2 separate regions of the Mus musculus genome follow, and region 1 is linked to region 2. Evidence: chromatin contacts called from public HiChIP or PLAC-seq data. All regions are on one chromosome and are shown on one strand. The core of a region is the stretch at or near the end of the contact, and the rest is flanking DNA. Distances in the headings are between cores, read along the strand shown.

Region 1 (4,204 bases), core at 1,494-3,993, 680 kb after region 2:
CACCTATAACTCCAGCATCCTAGGGGTGGAGGCACAAGAATCAGAAGTTGATCACAGCCTACAGAGCTGTGGGTTTGAGGCCAGGCTGTGCTAGTTGAGACCCTAAAGAGGAAGGGAGGGATGGAGAATGAGGAAGAGGAGATGGATGAGGTTGGAAGAGAGGTTCTCTAGGCTTATGGTCAGGTTGGGATGTGAGGCAGCAGGAAGAACACAGTAGGAATAAAACTCCTGCCTCCCTTCCCAGGGCACACTCAGACCTTCAGACAAAGGCAACACCCCCACCCACCCACCATGACTGTGGCACTCACTGGCCAAATAACAACATAGTAGCACCCAGACCTCCTTAGCAAGGACAGCACTAAAGAACACAGTCTCCCTAAGTGCAAAGACTGGCCAGAGACCAGTGGCACCAAGGAACCGGATCACCTGAGAGCTTCCAGGTCACCTGGAGACCCAGAAGAGTCCGAACTTCCAGACTCTAGTTCCAAAGCACTCTCCAAAACCATCAGCCTCTCCAGGAAGGATGGTTCAGCTCACTTGGGGACCAGAGCCCAGAAAAGGCTCCTGGAAAAAGACTTGATTGACCTCCTCCACCAGTGAAGTGAAGATTTAACATCATGAAAAGAAGCTGGTGGTGGCACATACCTTTATTCCCAGAACTTAGGCGGCAGAGACAGATCTCTGAGTTTGAGGCCAGCCTGGTCTATAGAGTGAGCTCCAGGACAGCCAGGGCTACACAGAGAAACCCTGATTGGAAAAACCAACCAGAGAAAACATTGTGAAAAGACGCAACTCTGCTTTTGTCGGCACAAACACAGCTTTGTAGGTGGCATGGGAGGCTGCTTGGGTGGAGGGTATGAGGTCTAGCTTCCACTAGTTTCTTCCGCTTCTGTTTTTCTATACTAGATGTAGGGCATACTTTGAGAAAGCCAGAGATGAGATAAATGCAGATGGCTCAGGTAAGGTGGTCAATGGGGGAGGGGGCTGTGGGGGCTGCTGAGAAGTCCTACTGCCCTCCAGAGGGCAGGCTAGGAGGGGACCAGTACAAGGCTGGCCACTTTGCCTAGGTCTCAGATGGGTTCCAGTTCTCTGGTTTCCTTAACTATGCAAAGTGCTGGTGCTTTCTCAGCTCCCTCTTTTCTTCTCTCCCATCCTGTCCTCATTCTCTCCTTCCTTCCCTCCCTCTTCTCTCTTCCATACAACCAGCAGGCACTGACAGTCCACACTGTCCCCTCTGCCGGCCAATTACACACCATGGAAGCCATACCCCACCCCCACCCCCGCTCCTTTCTTTGCGAATAGGGCCCAGCAGGCATCCTCTCTTACCGCTGTTCTTTCCTTTTCCAGCACTACAAGAATCAGTGAGAATCGCCAAGTCACATCTACCACCTCTCCCAAAATCTCCAACCGTTTTCACACACACACACACACACACACACACACACACCACAGACCAAGGCACTGACTGACTCCCCACACCCAACACCTGTTCAACCTCAGAGACAGAGACCCCACAAGCCTACCCTTGGTGGTCACAGACACCCGCTACCAGATCTTGGGATCTCCTGAAGTACTTTGGCTTGGACTCACACCAAGCATTTGGCTCACCCCTAGTACCTAGTTTATTCCAAATCTGCAAGTGGAAGAAAGGAAGAAGAGTCTGAAGGATCGGGATACTGGCCTTTAAAGGAGCCATAGACCCTCGGTTACACACACCATCCTTCTCAATCTTTCCCCCAAACCTCTTTTTAAAGCTGAGTCAAATACAATGAGACTGTTCCCCACACTTCCTGACACTGTCTAAACAGAAGCGGGACTCTGCAGAACGTGTAGCCAAGAGGACACAGGCTCCTGTCCAGAGATCCGTCTGGAGCAGGCACTGAACAAGGGGCTGCTCCAGGACAGAAGCGCGAGAAAAAAAAAAAGCCCGTGCTCAGTCTCATTCTCTAGGTGTCAGTCCCAGGAGTGACAACCTCAGAGCTGCGGGAGAGCCCAGCGTTTGCTCTTGGCAGTACAACCTGGCGGTCTGCCGGTCCAGCTCCGCACCTCACCCTGGCTGGGGACAGCATCCGCCTCCCGGGCTTGTCTGGCGAAACTCGCGGGATCCCCACAATAAGTGGCTGTTCTGTGTGCCTGAGTGTGAGTGCCTTGGTTGGGGGACGCGTGCCCTGAACCCCAGACCTACACCCCACTCTCTACCGTCGCCCCCACCGCACCAAGTTCCGGAGCCCAGCAAACCTCCTCTTTTCTGCCGGGTCGAGTCAGGGTCGCCTCCTCGAGCTCTGAGTTTTCCATCAAGCGGAGCCAGACTGAAAGCTAGGTGCATTTCCCTGGAGATATAGGGAACAGAGGGAAGAGGGCGAGAGGGACCAATGGGTAGGGAGTAATAAAGTTTATGAGAGGGTGTGGGGCGGTCTTCTGTACCACGGGGCTGTCCAGTCTCCCATTGCCAGGCTCTAAACACCGCCCCACGCGAGGAGGCGCGAAGACACCATCCCCTCCCCCTTCTCCACATATCTCTTTTCCTCCTATCCCTCCTCCTTCTCCTCTTTCCCTCCCCTTGTCTCTCTTCCCCTCACTCCCTCCTCCTTTTTTCCTCCCCCTGAACGAACTCCCGTTGCGCTGCGCCTACTGGATCCACCCAGAGTCCTGGAACCCCAGCTCGCGCCCAATCGCCGACGGGGGCGGGGCCTGTAGGGGGCGGGGCAGATGGAGGAAGGGGTGGGGAGGGGCAGGGAGGGACCTGCTACCCTGAGCTAGGACTAGCGGCTGCTGTGGCCCAAGCAGCAGTGGCGGCGGGCATGGGCGATGGGGGCGCGGAGCGGGACCGCGGCCCCAAGCGCCGGGAGGAGCCTGGTGGCCGCAGCGGGCGTCACGGAGAGCACCGCGGAGCGGAAGATTTGCGTGCTGACACAGGTAGCGCGAGTCCGAGGGAGATTGCTGGGACCTCCGCCTCCAGCCCTGCGGGCTCCAGGGAGAGCGGAGGGGACAGCGACGGACAGCAGGCGCTCGGTGAGACAGACCACTGCCGCCGCATCCTGGTACGAGGTAAGGGGACAGCCGCAGCTCTGATTCCCTGGGCCACCAAGCTGCCTTTCCTGGGGCCTCCGACATCCCTACAACGTCCATCTCTCAGATCATACAGTGGTTCATTCATTTGGTAGTTCATCCTGTAAATACTCCGAGTGCCTATTGTGTGCGGGACACTGAGCTGAACGCGGGGGACAAAGCAGGGGGCTGGACCTTGTTTCGTCCTGCTGGACCGGTGCTCTCTCTCTCTCTCTCTCTCTCTCTCTCTCTCTCTCTCTTTCTCTCTCTCTAGGCCCATCCGGGCTGGTTGGTGTAGTAAGGACACGAATCAGTTGGAGAAGCCCGACACCGAGAGCCAGGGCCTCCGCGCCGGGGTCCCCGGAGCAAGGGCGGAGAAAGTCACGCGCGCGCTGTAGGGACAGGATTGGGAGGGACCCGAGTGGGCAGCTGCTGAGGAAGGCTGGGCCACGCAGGCAGTCGGATGCGTCCCCGCTTCAACCCAGCCTTATTTCCCAGCACCTAGCCTTGCGTGGGTTGAGGCTTAGAGATGGCTGGGTGGGCGGTAGGGTAGCCTGACCTGCCGCGGCTCCGCTGCTCCAGTTTTCCCACTCGCTTGGATACCGCCGGCTCCGGCGCTCCTCCGCCTGGCCTGGCCGCCTGGCCTGGCCGACGCTTTCTTCCTCGGCTCCACCCGCCCTCACCCGAAGTCGGAGCCCCTTCACCCATCCCCCTTCAACCCCCGCAGCAAACTTGCTTTCCCGGCACTCTCCTGCCATCGCTCATCCAGATCCAAACCTCCAATGCCAGTATCCTGGGTCTGGGCCTCTCCCAGGTAGACACTTGGAGAAAGAAGTCTCGGGTCCTGCGGTCAACTGGATCCTAGGCCTGAGGCCTGTTGTTTTTCCGCCATCCTGGGGTTTCGGACTCACTCACTTGGCTTCCCCCAGCTGCCTCCCACAGGCCTCAGGAGGCCTGTAGCCAACTTTCTTTTACGGAGGGAAACCTAGGTTTCTGTCACCCAAGTCAATATCTTAGAGCAGGTGGAGTACAACTTTCCTGACCCCCACCACCACTGTCACCATGTGAGTGGCCCTGGGGATCTGAGAGCCAGCTAGGGCAGGGCATGGAGGTACAGGAAGCTCTCTTAAATTAAGACGCTGCCAGGGACCCTGAA
Region 2 (3,688 bases), core at 9-2,508:
CCAGACAGCCCCATGCACCTTGTCCCGGCCATAGCGACGCAACAGAGTGTAGGGCCAGAAAAGGAGCGGCTCCAGGATTTGACTCTGCGCACCCAAAGTCAGGAGAGTCAGCTTCTCAGCTTCCACCCTCAGTATGTAGGAGCCTTGCAAGCCGCAGCGTTCAGAAGCCTCGGTCTTCTGCGAGGTTACCCAGAACTGGGATCCTGGAAGAACACATACGAAGGAGAAGGAGCGCTGGGGCAAGTTAGGGACTCGGTTGACTCCAATCACTAGCTCCCCAAGGGCACCTCTTCAACCCACTCCATTCCTGCCAGACATCTACCTTCCCAGGTGGGGCTGTACAGCGAATTCTCCAGCATCTCCAAGGCAGAAAACTTAGGTTGGTTCTCCGTCTGCGCCAAAGCCCAGCCGCCTTTCTGCAGAAAAGGGAACATGGAAGAATTATATATAATTCTCTTGGGTCTAGGGTAGGTGCAAGAAGTCCAGTGCCTCTATAATAGCTCCATCCTCGCAGTGTCCCTTAAGCCCAGAGATGCCCACCCCCAGTCACTCACCGGAAAGGCGGTTCTGCATAAAGTCTGCACCCAGGCGGTGCTGGATACGGCGTCCGCCGCCAGCAGGTGCGAGCGCTGTGCGGTGTCCAGGCGGAAGGCAACAGCGCCGGGCTCAGGGGGACTCTCCACAGTCACCGGCACCACGCTCACACATTCAGCCAGGCGTATCATCTTGCAGTCTAGACGGCGAGAGCCGCCTCGACCCCCTCTAGAGCTCGACCCCTTGTGATCAAAGAATTCCAGCCGCGCCACGCCGTGAGGACTGGCTGGGTAAAGCACAGCCCAAGTTTTCCTCCACCTCTGGGAAAGAACGAAAGACTCGAGAGTGCGCGGTGGTAGCACGCGCCCCACAAGGAAGAAGAGACCCATGAAGGCCGATCTGAGTCTGGGGCTTCCCAGGCTGAGCTACTTTCCCAAAGATAATGGCATCCCAAGACCGCACCAAGGAGGGCACAGCCCGAGACTTTTAAGGGAACGTCTTGGGGATCTACAATTGCCCGCGCGCCGTTCCGACCTTCTTCCGGCCCCTTCCCTCTTTCTGGATTCTTTCACCCACTTCTAGTCCAGAGGGGTTTCGCCATCCCCCACGCCACAAACAAACTACCTTGGTCCCGAAGCGCTGACTCTGCAGAAAAAGCGGACCCTCCATCACAGCCCCGTCCATGGCCCAGGCGATTCCTTCCGCGCTTCCTGGCCCGGAGGGCTGGGGGCGGGGCGGGGCGGGGCGAGGCTGCAGGGTGCCGGAGGCGTGCCCGCCCCTCCCCGGCCCCTGCGGCGGTGATGGGGGAGCGGAGGGCTTGGAGGAAAACGAGCCATCAGGAAGAACTCAGGGAGAGCTCACTAAAGCCTTTATCTTTAGTGGTGCACACAGTGGCACCACTCAGGGAAGCGGTGATCACCAACCAGGGGCCCTAGTGCCTGGGGGGTGGAAGCTGAGAGTGACGACATATGTTTAACGTGACATCAGAGTGAAGGCCGTGACATCACCTGCAGGCACCTCGGGGGCGCCATAATGACCAAGGGAGCCATCGGGACAATAGTTTTCTTTGTGGGACCTTTTCTCATGGCCCAGCCCGGGAATTGGACTGGACTGTTGTTGATACTCTGTCTAGTTGGGGATGTGGAGGAACGGCTACGGGCTGGAAAGCTTCCCGTTGCCACAGGGGCCGTCCTGCTGTCCCGAAACCGTTTGCAAGTCAAGCACCCTGAATACGGCTGCCGGGCCTCCAACCTGCGGGAAAAGAAAGCTTCATTGAGCCGGGAGGAGTGGGAGGGGGTGGCGTGGCTGCAGCCAGCTCCACAGGGGAGGGGAAGATCTAGAGGAGGGAACTGGCCTGGCCGGAATGGAGGGAGAAAGCGGAATGTGGGAGGGCTCTAGGGGACGTGGGAGGGACCAACGAAGAGGGGAGAGGAAGGGGGGGTCCAGTCTCCCCTGGCCGAACACTTTTTTTCTGAGAAGTCCTGAAAGTAATCTCCAGGACCAGGACTCTGCTTCCAGCCTCTGGAGTTGTGCCTAGTCGAAGGTAGGGGAGTTACTGCTGGCCAGCGGGAAGAGGAGTTGGGGATGGAGAGGATGGTGGACCAGGAGAAACGCTGATTTGGGATGGAGTCGGGAAAGCCAACCAACTGACAGTTTTATTATTGGTCAAGGAGCGAAACAGAAGAGTGGAAAGCTGAGCAAACTGTTGGGGATGGAGGCTTCAGGGTGCAATTTGCAGGCCCTACGCTGAACACCAGGGCTTCGGAGCCAAATGCCCCCAGAACAAAGCTGTCTTGTCTGAGTTGGGGGAAGCAATGGAGGGCCCCCCTTACTGTGGAGGACTGTTTTCAGCCTCGGATAGAGAAGGCCTGAGCTGGGGAGCTAGCCCTAGCTTCTGGTTGCCCAGTGACAGAAAAAGAGGTGTTCCAGGGAGCTTGGATAACTCCATACCAAACCCTGCCCAGCTTGAAGCCTAGGTCTCCTGGAGTCCCTGACCCTGCAGCATATTTGCCAGCCCATGTGCTAGGGAGGGTGGCAGAAGGTTCTCCTACTCCGGTTAGCCTCGGCCCTTCCTGCATGGGCATCTGCCCCCATAGGAAACTGAAGAGTCTTCTCATTCATAGTGCTGAGATTTCCAGGGCTGGGCTCCCAGGCTCCCCTTGCCTGTGATGCCATCTGTCTGTCTAACTGCATGGGTCTTGCTGTCATTTCTCCTGTGCCTGCACCTTGGCTTTTATTCCCTCTCCTCATGGTTTTTGCCTCTCTGTGTCATTCCCCATTACTCTGTGCTTTGGTTTTTTTGGTTTGATTAAAACCATCTATCCATATTCAATGTGTCTCTCACCCCGTGCCTTTCTGTTTTTTCCCCTTCGTTCCCACAGTCTCCCTTCCTGTCACATCCTGTCTGGGTCGTCCTCTCTGTGTCTCTTCCCAATATCTCTGTTTACCCAACCCATCCGTAGACTCTCCATCTCTAACCCATACCCACCCCATGGATGAAAGTAAATAGAGATGATGGTGTTGGTGGTAATGATGGCCAAACCAGGGAAGGTTATGGTGGGACACTAACCACAAGTTATAAGTTTTATTATTTGCAAAGGGAAAGGAGAGTCTCCCTCGCCCCCAATCTAGGTCTCTAGGGCTGTGCCTGTTTTCTTTGTGTTCCTACCCTCATTCAGTGTGTGTGTCTCTCCTTCTCTGTCCCTTAGTGCCCCCCTCCTTGGGCCCCACCCGCCATGAGAGCTGTCAGTGTGTGGTATTGCTGCCCATGGGGACTACTGCTGCTACACTGTCTGTGCAGCTTCAGTGTGGGGTCTCCGTCTCCTTCTATCAGCCCAGAGAAGAAGGTAGGAAGCCAGGGGCTGAGGTTCCGGCTGGCTGGCTTTCCTAGAAAGCCCTATGAAGGTCGAGTGGAGATACAGCGAGCTGGTGAATGGGGCACCATCTGTGATGATGACTTCACGCTGCAGGCTGCCCATGTCCTCTGCCGGGAGCTGGGCTTCACAGAAGCCACAGGGTGGACCCATAGTGCCAAATATGGCCCTGGAACAGGTGAGCGATGCTCTGGACTAGCCCGGACATTATCTAAGTGCAGTTCAAGTACATAGAAAAGAACAAAACACCTTAATGGCACAACCAAAGGGACACGGGACAC

The links. HiChIP or PLAC-seq counts read pairs in DNA pulled down with a chosen protein or histone mark.
Region 1: an H3K4me3 HiChIP or PLAC-seq map of embryonic stem cells shows a contact between it and region 2, with 10 read pairs. The contact joins the promoter of Vax2 here to the promoter of Dok1 in region 2. A contact is called at or near these places in 3 of 39 promoter capture datasets (all in embryonic stem cells), 1 of 484 Hi-C or Micro-C datasets (embryonic stem cells), 1 of 115 datasets of contacts at active chromatin or transcription factors (embryonic stem cells) and 1 of 9 other capture datasets (adipose tissue).

The regions. Positions count from the first base shown.
Region 1 is chr6:83,708,496-83,712,699 of GRCm38.p6, forward strand. It overlaps Vax2 (ventral anterior homeobox 2), which reads left to right and starts at 2,744. Exons shown (of 3, transcript NM_011912.4): 1 at 2,744-3,048. The coding sequence starts at 2,802. It overlaps Vax2os (ventral anterior homeobox 2, opposite strand), which reads right to left and starts at 3,706. Exons shown (of 6, transcript NR_002871.2): 1 at 3,608-3,706; 2 at 2,239-2,330.
Region 2 is chr6:83,032,213-83,035,900 of GRCm38.p6, forward strand. Dok1 (docking protein 1) reads right to left here and starts at 1,259. Exons shown (of 5, transcript NM_010070.4): 1 at 1,159-1,259; 2 at 555-854; 3 at 323-416; 4 at 19-203. The coding sequence starts at 1,218. Loxl3 (lysyl oxidase-like 3) reads left to right here and starts at 1,993. Exons shown (of 14, transcript NM_013586.5): 1 at 1,993-2,077; 2 at 3,243-3,585. The coding sequence starts at 3,270.